2 separate regions of the Oryctolagus cuniculus genome follow, and region 2 is linked to region 1. The links are chromatin contacts, called in public Micro-C maps. All regions are on one chromosome and are shown on one strand. Each heading gives the region's core, a stretch centred on a gene start, on an enhancer-like site or on the middle of the called end of the contact. The rest is flanking DNA. Distances are from core to core; before and after follow the strand shown.

Region 1 (4,678 bases), core at 2,125-4,624:
GGCCACAGCAGAGAGCTGGCCTGGAAGGGGGGCAACTGGGACAGAATCCGGTGCCCCGACCGGGACTAGAACCCGGTGTGCTGGCGCCGCTAGGTGGAGGATTAGCCTAGTGAGCCACGGCGCTGGCCACGGAGTTTTCAGTCATCACCCCAGGCTGGCCTAACACTTGGTATCAAAAGAAGCACGTTCAGGGCGGAGAGGATTGTTAGCTGGTTTGTGACCCTAAGGTGCCTTCGGAGTATCTACAGAGAAATGCTGGAAGTCAGTCTGGAAGACAACAAGGAAGTCAGAATCAGAGACAGTAATCTGCAGAGAGGTGCTACAACCGCTCAAGTCCAGAAGGTGGGAATGAGGGTGCAGGGTAACAGACGTGGTCCACCGACGGCACTCGGGAAGTAGCGTCTGCGTGGAGCTGACTTAGGAGATCGGAGATGAAGACCTGGAAAATGGATGGCAGTCTGATGGGGAGACAGCACAGAAAAAAATCTGAGGGGAAGAGACAGTGACATATGACGGGAAACTCGAGAGGTGGGGAGCGGGGCGGGAGAGAATAAGTAGAAGAGGACAATGGAAGAAGGCTCCAGAAGCAATGGGAGTAAAAAGTAATAACAGATATAAACAGAAAGGGAGCAGTACTTTTTTTTAAGATTTACTTATTTATTTGAAAGTCACAGAGGGAAAACAAACATGAGACAAAAGAGATCTTCCATCCGCTGGTTCACTCCTGGAATGGCTGCAATGGCCAGGGCCCAGCCAGGCCGAAGCCAGGAGCTTCATCTGGATCTCCCACGGGGTGCAGGGACCCAAGCACTTAGATCATCTTCTGTTGCTTTCCCAGGTGCATTAACAAGGAGCTGAACTGGAAGTGGAGCAGCCGGGACTCAGACTAGCACCCATATGTGATGCCAGCACCCCAAGTGGAAGCTTAACCCATCACACCGCAGTGCTGGATCCAGAGCAATACTTTCTACTCGAAAGACAAGAGGAAGGAAAACAAAAAACAAAAAAACCTAAGGACAGAGAAGAAAGAGTATGTGTGAGTATTGGGATGGCACAGTGAGGGGTCTATGTAAATTGGTTTCAAACTTTTCAATAAAGGGGGAAGCCAGAAATCTACAAAGAGCTAGGAATTAGAAGGCCCAAGAACAAAGATGATTTTTAGTAAAATGGCAGAATGTGTTAAGCACTTGGGATAACTCAGGTAAATACAGAGAGGTGAGGGCCAGAGGACACCCTCAAACAACTAAAGTGGAACATTGCATCCTTAGAGAGAAGCTTGGACAGTGGTTGCTAATACACGGATTTGGTCCAGTGTATGCTACATTTCCCTTCAAGAGCAAAAGAGGTAATTTGGGTTTAAAGGGATCGCAACCACAAAACGGCAATTTAATCACAACTTCCCGCTTTCATCTGCAGGTGACTGTAGCTCGTTTGTGTGTGAGCCATTTCGCAGCAATTACCGGTTAATGAGACACATACGACTGAAATGACAAAAACCGCTGCTTGAGGAGTAGACGAGGATTTAGAAAAAGAAGCTTTTGTACTGGCTTGAGCTCCTCTTTCGGGCAAGGAACTAGGAATAAGGGAAGTCTTGGAGACCGAGAGAGAAACAAAGCGGGTTTCCGGTGACAGCCTTCCCAGAAGAGTCGGCAGCAAGGCTGGCAGTGGTTTCTACCAGGAAATCGCCATGGTCACCACGAAAGCTGTGAACAGCTACACAACAGGAAGTCGAGAGTGACTGCCAACTGAATCCAAGTGCGGCTGTCTTGGACCTGACGTTCCTTCTCTTTGATTTTATTTTTAAAGATTTATTTATGGCTGGCGCCGCGGCTCAATAGGCTAATCCTCCACCTAGCGGTGCCGGCACACCGGGTTCTAGTCCCGGTCGGGGCGCCGGATTCTGTCCTGGTTGCCCCTCTTCCAGTCCAGCTCTCTGCTGTGGCCCGGGAGTGCAGTGGAGGATGGCCCAGGTGCTTGGGCCCTGCACCCCATGGGAGACCAGGAAAAGCACCTGGTTCCTGGCTTCGGATCAGCGAGGTGAGCCAGTCGCAGCATGCCGGCCCTGGCAGCCACTGGAGGGTGAACCAACGGCAAAGGAAGACCTTTCTCTCTGTCTCTCTCTCTCACTGTCCACTCTGCCTGTCAAAAAAAAAAAAAAAAAAAAGATTTATTTATTTGTTCGAAAGAGTTACACACAGAGAGAAGGAGAGGCAGAGCGAGAGCGAGCGAGCGAGAGAGACAGACAGGTCTTCCATTTGCTGGTTCACTCCCCAATTGGCCGCAACGGCCAGAGCTGCACTGATCCGATGCCAGGAGCCAGGAGCTTCCTCCGGGTCTCCCACGTGGGTGCAGGGGCCCAAGAACCTGGACCATCTCCTACTGCTTTCCCAGGCCACAGCAGAGAGCTGGATAGGGAGAGGAGCAGCAGGGACTCGAACCGGCGCCCATATGGGATGCTGGCACTGAAGATGTCGGCTTTCCCCGCTACGCCACAGCGCAGGCCCCTCTCTGATCCATATATAACTGATCCATACACATTATACGCATCCATGGATAATGTATGATGCATGGATAAACACATACATTGTGTAAAGCTCGAATCAGGGTAAACAAATCTAGGTCCTCAAATACCTATAATCTCTCCTTGTGGTGGAAACCTTCAAAATCCTTTTTTTTTTTTTAATACAAGAAAAATCTTCACCACACTGTCGTCATGCACGAGCACCATCACCTTTATAGCAGGAAAGGAACACCAGCACTTCTGACTGCTGACCCTAACTTAGAGCCCGTTAATTAGCCTTTCCCGATTATCCCTCCCGCCCGCTGTTTCCTGCTCTGAGGAATTCTTTCCACGCAAGCGTTCGCGTCCGAGCAGGGGTTAACAACCTGGCACCTCCAAACACAGCAGGCGGGAGCCGGTGCACCGGGACCTCCGCGGCGCGACACACGCAGCTCGTGGCTCCCCAGGCGGAGAGCCTGGGAGAGGCTGGAGAGAGGCGGAGGGGCGGCCACGCGGTGGGCCCCGGGCCCCTGGGAGCGCGCACGGAGCTCAGAACACAGCACCCCCGGCCCGGGAGGAGGGAGGGTCTCGCCCCAGGCTCCGCTGGGCTACTCACTGTCGATGTCCTCGATGAGGCTGGCGGTGCCGGGCATATAGTTCATCTTGAGCTAAGATAAGGCTGCCAGGCAGCGAGCAGCGGCGAACCAGCGCCTCCAACAACTCCTTCCCCCCGCTGAAGTCGCCGCCTCGGCGGGATCGGGACACAAACCCCGACCCGGGCCAGCACCTGAGCCCCGGCTTTCAGCCGCCGGGGGCCCGCCGGAAACCCCTTCATTTCACTCCCACCCACTTCCGGTATCACGTGCCCATCTCCAGGAAGAGGCGGGGCAGTCGAGCGGTCCCGGAGACACCATTTCCCAGTCCCTGAGGAGTAGGGAGAAGGAGGAATCTGCATTAGCTAGACTGTGGGAGAAAAATGTGCCTACTCTCTTAAGGAACACGGTGCCTCCCCTTGGGTTTCCTCCTCCCGGAGCCCCGGAGTCATCGGCTTCCTCCCCTCAACTTCCGGGGTTCGGCGGCAGAGGGGGCGGGACCTGCCTGGGATTGGCTGTTGTCGTCCACGCCCCCTCGCCCCAGGCGCCTGCGCAGTAGGCCGGCCGTGGGGGGCGGGAAGCTCTTGGGGGCAGCGGAGCCCATGTCGGCCCTGAGGCGCTCGGGCTACGGCCCCAGTGACGGTCCGTCCTACGGCCGCTACTATGGGCCGGGAGGTGGAGATGTGCCAGTGCACCCGCCTCCACCCTTGTATCCTCACCTTCGCCCGGAGCCTCCTCAGCCTCCCATTTCCTGGCGGGTGCGCGGGGGCGGCCCGGCCGAGACCACCTGGCCTGGAGAAGGCGGAGGAGGCGATGGCTACTATCCCACGGGAGGCGCCTGGTCGGATTCGGGTCGGGCCGGAGGAAGCCACCAGGTCTGTGTCCCGGAGGGGATGCGGTGGGGTTGGGGGGGTGGTCTTTGGGTGATGACAGCCATTGGGATTGGTCTGCATCTGGGGTTCGTCCTGGATCTGGTTTCGTGTTTGTTTTCCTTATGGCGTGGGGTATTGGAGAGACGAAGACTGGTACAGTTAAAAAAAAAAAAGGGCGAAGGCCGACTTGGCGCGGGGTGTTGGGGGCTGGAGTGGCACGGCCCTGCCCCTCCTGCGTGGCTCCGCGACCGGGCTCCCCGGCGAGGGAAGCGGCCGCAGCCCCTCCGGCACGGAGCGGAGAAGGAACCGAGTGAGGGGGCAGTCTGGGCGTTTAGCCTTTGCCCTTACTGCCTTGCCCAGGGCTGACTCCCTGCTAGCCCGCGTTGTAAAAACACCTTTGCGTAGACTGCTGTATTTGATCTTCCCAAGGACTGCAAGGCCAATGCCATTTACTGCATCCCTATTTGCAGATAAGTCTCTGAGAGATGAACTCGCTTAAACGCACTTGGTCCCGTAGCACTGTGTTCTTTCTAGTCCGGCCCGAACTACACCTCTGTTTTTGTTAGTGCAGTATTCTGAGGAGGGGGCTGCGGAGTCTCGCCGCTGTGTTGGTTCAGGAATAGTAACATCCTCTTTTGTTGAAAATGTAATACATCGCCGGTGGGAATGTAAAATGCGGCAGTATCCTGGGTTGTTGCTGGTCAAGTCCCGGC
Region 2 (4,408 bases), core at 1,209-3,708, 210 kb after region 1:
TTTGTTATTTAAAAAAAAATGGCCATAGAGAAACACCTGGGCCTGGTTTTATTCTACCTCCTGGGAGAAGGTCTATATTTTATTTTCTTTTTCTATGGTTCTGTCTCCCTCTTACTCTTTGCACCCTCTCTGTCTTTGCTTTACTGATAAGCTGTTGCTGTGACTTAATACCGGGATTTCCCCCTTAAAAAGAATCAGGTAAGTTGTTCTCGAAGATTTTTATACTGGCCTGCTTCTAATCATGCCCAGAACAAGAGTTTGGAATTTTAAATTATGTTGGGGCTGGCGCTGTGGCATAGAAGGGTAAGCCGCTGCCCATTTGGATGGCTGTTCAAGTCCTGGCCACCTGTTCAAGTCCTGGCTGCTCCACTTCCCATCCAGCTCCCTGCTGATGTGTCTGGAAAAGATGGCCCAAGTCCTTGAGCCCCTGCACACACATGGAAGACCTGGAAGAAGCTCCTGGCTTCTGGCTTCAGCCTGGCCCAGCCTGGGCCATTGCAGCCATTTGGGCAGTGAACCAGTCGACGGAAGATCTCTCTCTCCCTTTTGTCACTTCTCTTTCTCCTCTCCCTGTATCTCTGCCTTTCAAATAAATAAATCATTTTTAAAGAAATATGTGAAGTACACGCATAGTCTCTTCTTCCAAATTTTAGAAAATTTAATATTTTAGGTGGAGCCATATTTAGGAAATGGCCATGAAAATAATAATTTAGGTACAAGCAATGTGGTACACAGGTTGAACTGCCTTTGGGTTGTCTGCATTCAAGGGCAGAGTGCCTGGCTCAAGTCTGGGCTGCTCCGCTTCTGATCTGGGTTCCTGCCATTGAGGCAGCAAAGGATTGCTCAAGTACATGGGCCCTTGCCATCCACATGGGAGACCCAGATGACCTTCCAGGCTCCTGGCTTCAGCCTGGCCCAGACCTAGCTGTTAGGGGGTGTTTGGGGAGTGAACCAGGGAATGAAAGATCCTCTCTCTCTCACCACCCATTGCTCTGCCTTTCAAGTAGATGAAAATAAATGTTTTTAAAAAATAGACAAAAATATATCTTCAGCATGTAACAATTATGGGATTATGAACATGCTTACTCTGCTCCATTAAAAAGAGCAAAAAAAATTTTTTTTTGACAGAGTGGACAGTGAGAGAGACAGAGAGAATGGTCTTCCTTTTGCCGTTGGTTCACCCTCCAATGGCCGCTGCGGCCGGTGCACTGCGCTGATCCGAAGGCAGGAGCCAGGTGCTTCTCCTGGTCTCCCATGGGGTGCAGGGCCCAAGCACTTGGGCCATCCTCCACTGCACTCCCAGGCCACAGCAGAGAGCTGGCCTGGAAGAGGGGCAACGGAGACAGAATCTGGAGCCCCGACTGGGACTAGAACCTGGTGTGCCGGCGCCGCAAGGCGGAGGATTAGCCTAGTGAGCCGCAGCGCCGGCCAAAAAAAGGAGCAAATTTAATTAAGACAGAAATCGAACACAATTCTCAGAGGTAGAGTTATGGAGGAAAGGAAATTTTTTGGCTTCTGAAAATTATATACAGAAACTCTCATATGGTAAATCACTTATCCTGAAAGTCCAAGAAATTAAGAAGCCTGAAAACAGGAGAAGGGAGCATTGCTTTTTGAAGGAATGGATTTCAGTGAGAAGGGGCTTTAACCCTTCCCGTTTTAGAACAGGATTGCTGACATATGGCTGCAAAGAAAACCAGCTCATCTTTCAAAGACTGGGCTTGAGTCATTCATCTGGTTTATGAATACTTAATGATTCTCGATGGTTGCCTGGTTGTAAGCGAATACAACACATGAATAAGAATATTTCCCGGTATAAAATGTCTCCCAGGGAACTGAGAGACGTATTTTTGCACCCTTTTATGATCTTTTCCAGAAAACTGCGAGTACCTGTATGGTGGTGCCGTGATTAACTTACGAAAGTGCATGCCAAGTTTACAGCTCTCTTGCCGAGCTCAGAATTTACCATCAGGAGTTTTCAGGAGGGGGAAGGTACAGGGAGACACCTTCGTGGATCCCGACTGTAGTAAACACGGAACGTGAAATGAAATCTTTCCGTATGGAAGGGGGACATCGGGCATGCACCAAGGGCCCTCTAGTGGCCACGCCGGAAAGCTCGCTGCCTGCGTAAGGACAGCGGAGCCCCAGTGGCTCAGCCGAAGACGCCGGGAGAGTCCCGAGCGGTAACACGAGCCCGCGAGCCGCCGGGTGAGCAGCGCCTGCGCTCAGCTCGCACACTGTGGGGCGCGCTCTCCGGGAGAAGGCGCCTCCGCGGCGTCTGGGGAGAGAGGCCGGCGCCTAGCAGAAGGGCCGGAGCGGAGCGCCTGGCCCCAGGCCCGCGCTTGGGAGACAGCAGGCGGCGGCAGTTCAGGTGCCTGGGCCCTGCACCCTCGAGGGAGATCCGGATGGAGTTCCGGGCCCCTGCCTGGCTCCAGCCTGGCGCAGCCCCAACATGTCTGGCACTCGGGGAGCGAACAGGCAGGTGGGAGGTCTCTGTCTCTCTTCCTTTCAAACAAAATGAAAATAAAAGGAAATGGATGGGTAAAGGTAACAAGAAGCAGAATCCGTCCAGATGGCTCAGTGGCCGTGCCCCCCAAACCTGCGGGGCGTGCGTCATCTCGTGCACGCCTTCGCCGCTGAGACTTCCACGCGCGTTACCGAGCATAAGCAACACCTGTCACACTTGCAGAGCGAATTCCCTTAGTGGACTTCGGGCTTCCACGTGAAGACTGCAGCACGCCGCGGGAGAAGGGTGTCCTCCTCGTCCCCCCACCCGCTCGGACCCCTAGGTACTCTCGGGGTGCAGGGGGACCACATCATGACGTCTTTGGTGACGCCGTGTGGTTCCCATGGCGACTGTCATACTCCGCGCCGCTAAGAGCGGCTTCGGTCCGCCCTCGTCGGCCCACACAAGCGTGTGCAGACGGAAAGACGTTGGTGCCGGAGCCCCCCGCACCTGCGCTCCGTGTACCGGACCCGGCAGAGAAGTCCCGCAGCCCACGGGACCGCCGCCTGGCCGCCCCGGAGGTGCGACGGCCGAGGTCGCCCTCCCCGGCAGCCGAGAGCTCATTGGCGGGCGGTGTCGTCACTCAGTGACGTCACAGGGCGAGAGGTGGAGCCGTGGAGACCGGCTTCGGGCCCTTCTAGCGTGGGGGGCCCTGGGAGGACTGAGCGGGCCGTCCCCGGGAGCCAGGCCGAGGAGGTAGGGGTGCAGGGCCGAGTCTTTGCCCCTCCGGAGCCCGCCCCCTCGCCCACCACCGCCCAGGGGTCCCGGTGTGGCCGGCCTCACCCCTCGCCTTCCTTGGCACTGGACCTCGCCCCCCACCCCGCCCGGAGACGTGGGCGCCCCGCCTGCCTGCCCGCTTTCTCTTCCGCACCCCGCGGTCCCCGGTCACGTACCAGCGTCCTAGTTCCTGCTCCTGGCCCAACCCCGCACCAAACACCAACACCGCAGCCATCCACCTACTGACCGCCCCCCAACACACACCCACCCACCCACCAAACACACCCACGCCCACACCCAACACGCCCCGCACCATAAAACCAACACCGCAGCCATCCACCTACTGACCGCCCCCAACACACACACACCCATCCACCCATACTCACACCAAACACATACGCACACATACACACACCAAACACGCCCCGCACCATCAAACCAACACCGCAGCCATACACCTACTGACCGCCCCCCAAAATACACACACCCACACACGCCACACCATCCACCTACTGACCTCCCCCCAGAACACACACACACACACCAAACACGCCACGCGCACGAGAGCCGCTGGCTGCGGAAGCCGCGGGCGCGCTTTGCACCCGGTGGCGACGGGCCAGCCGCGCAGGTAACCCCGGGGACCCCGCGCTGGGCTGGCCGGGGGCGCGGCTGCCCGCAGCCCGGGGCGGGACAGCCCTTAACCGCCGCACGGGGTCCCGTCTCCCTGCAGCGGGACCTCATCCGCCGTTAGGCTGGGTTCAGAGGTTCTGAGCCCCTGTTATGGGCGCCGTGGTTGCGGTTCCCGCACAGGAGAGACCGCGGTACGCCTCCCCGCCACGGCTGCAAGGAAGCACAGCTGAAGGCCTGGGATGTTCTGGTCCACGGCTGCCCCCGGCCGCCCCCAGCAGAAGGGCGCCGCAGGCCGGGCGCAGGGTTCCCGGAAGCTCGGTTAGGGCCCTGGAGAACCCAGGGGAGACCGTTTTAGCTCCACGGGAACGCTGAAGTGGCTACCACGTGTATTCCTCGCTGTTACATAAGTGAGATTAGTGAGTACTGTCAGTCTTCCGCGGTTTAGAGCCGCTTGGCCAAATATGGAGCAAAGCTCATTGGAAACAAACCCGGAATATTTACTTTTCCACCTGTACACTACAGATAAGTGTGCCTTTCGCAGCTTCTTAAATACTT

The links. A called contact is a pair of places that touch in the nucleus more often than the background predicts.
Region 2: a Micro-C map of ear pinna shows a contact between it and region 1, with 4 times the contacts expected there. The contact joins the promoter of LETM2 here to the promoter of BAG4 in region 1. A contact is called at or near these places in 3 of 6 Hi-C or Micro-C datasets (ear pinna, psoas muscle and an unstated tissue).

The regions. Positions count from the first base shown.
Region 1 is chr2:87,912,483-87,917,160 of mOryCun1.1, forward strand. It overlaps BAG4 (BAG cochaperone 4), which reads left to right and starts at 3,375. Exons shown (of 5, transcript XM_002720783.5): 1 at 3,375-3,968. The coding sequence starts at 3,696. LSM1 (LSM1 homolog, mRNA degradation associated) reads right to left here and starts at 3,577. Exons shown (of 4, transcript XM_002720784.5): 1 at 3,117-3,577. The coding sequence starts at 3,162. It overlaps LOC138848512 (a long non-coding RNA gene), which reads right to left and starts at 2,139. Exons shown (of 2, transcript XR_011386370.1): 1 at 2,012-2,139; 2 at 637-1,010.
Region 2 is chr2:88,126,524-88,130,931 of mOryCun1.1, forward strand. It overlaps LETM2 (leucine zipper and EF-hand containing transmembrane protein 2), which reads left to right and starts at 2,459. Exons shown (of 10, transcript XM_070068558.1): 1 at 2,459-2,482. NSD3 (nuclear receptor binding SET domain protein 3) reads right to left here and starts at 2,855. Exons shown (of 24, transcript XM_051832336.2): 1 at 2,600-2,855.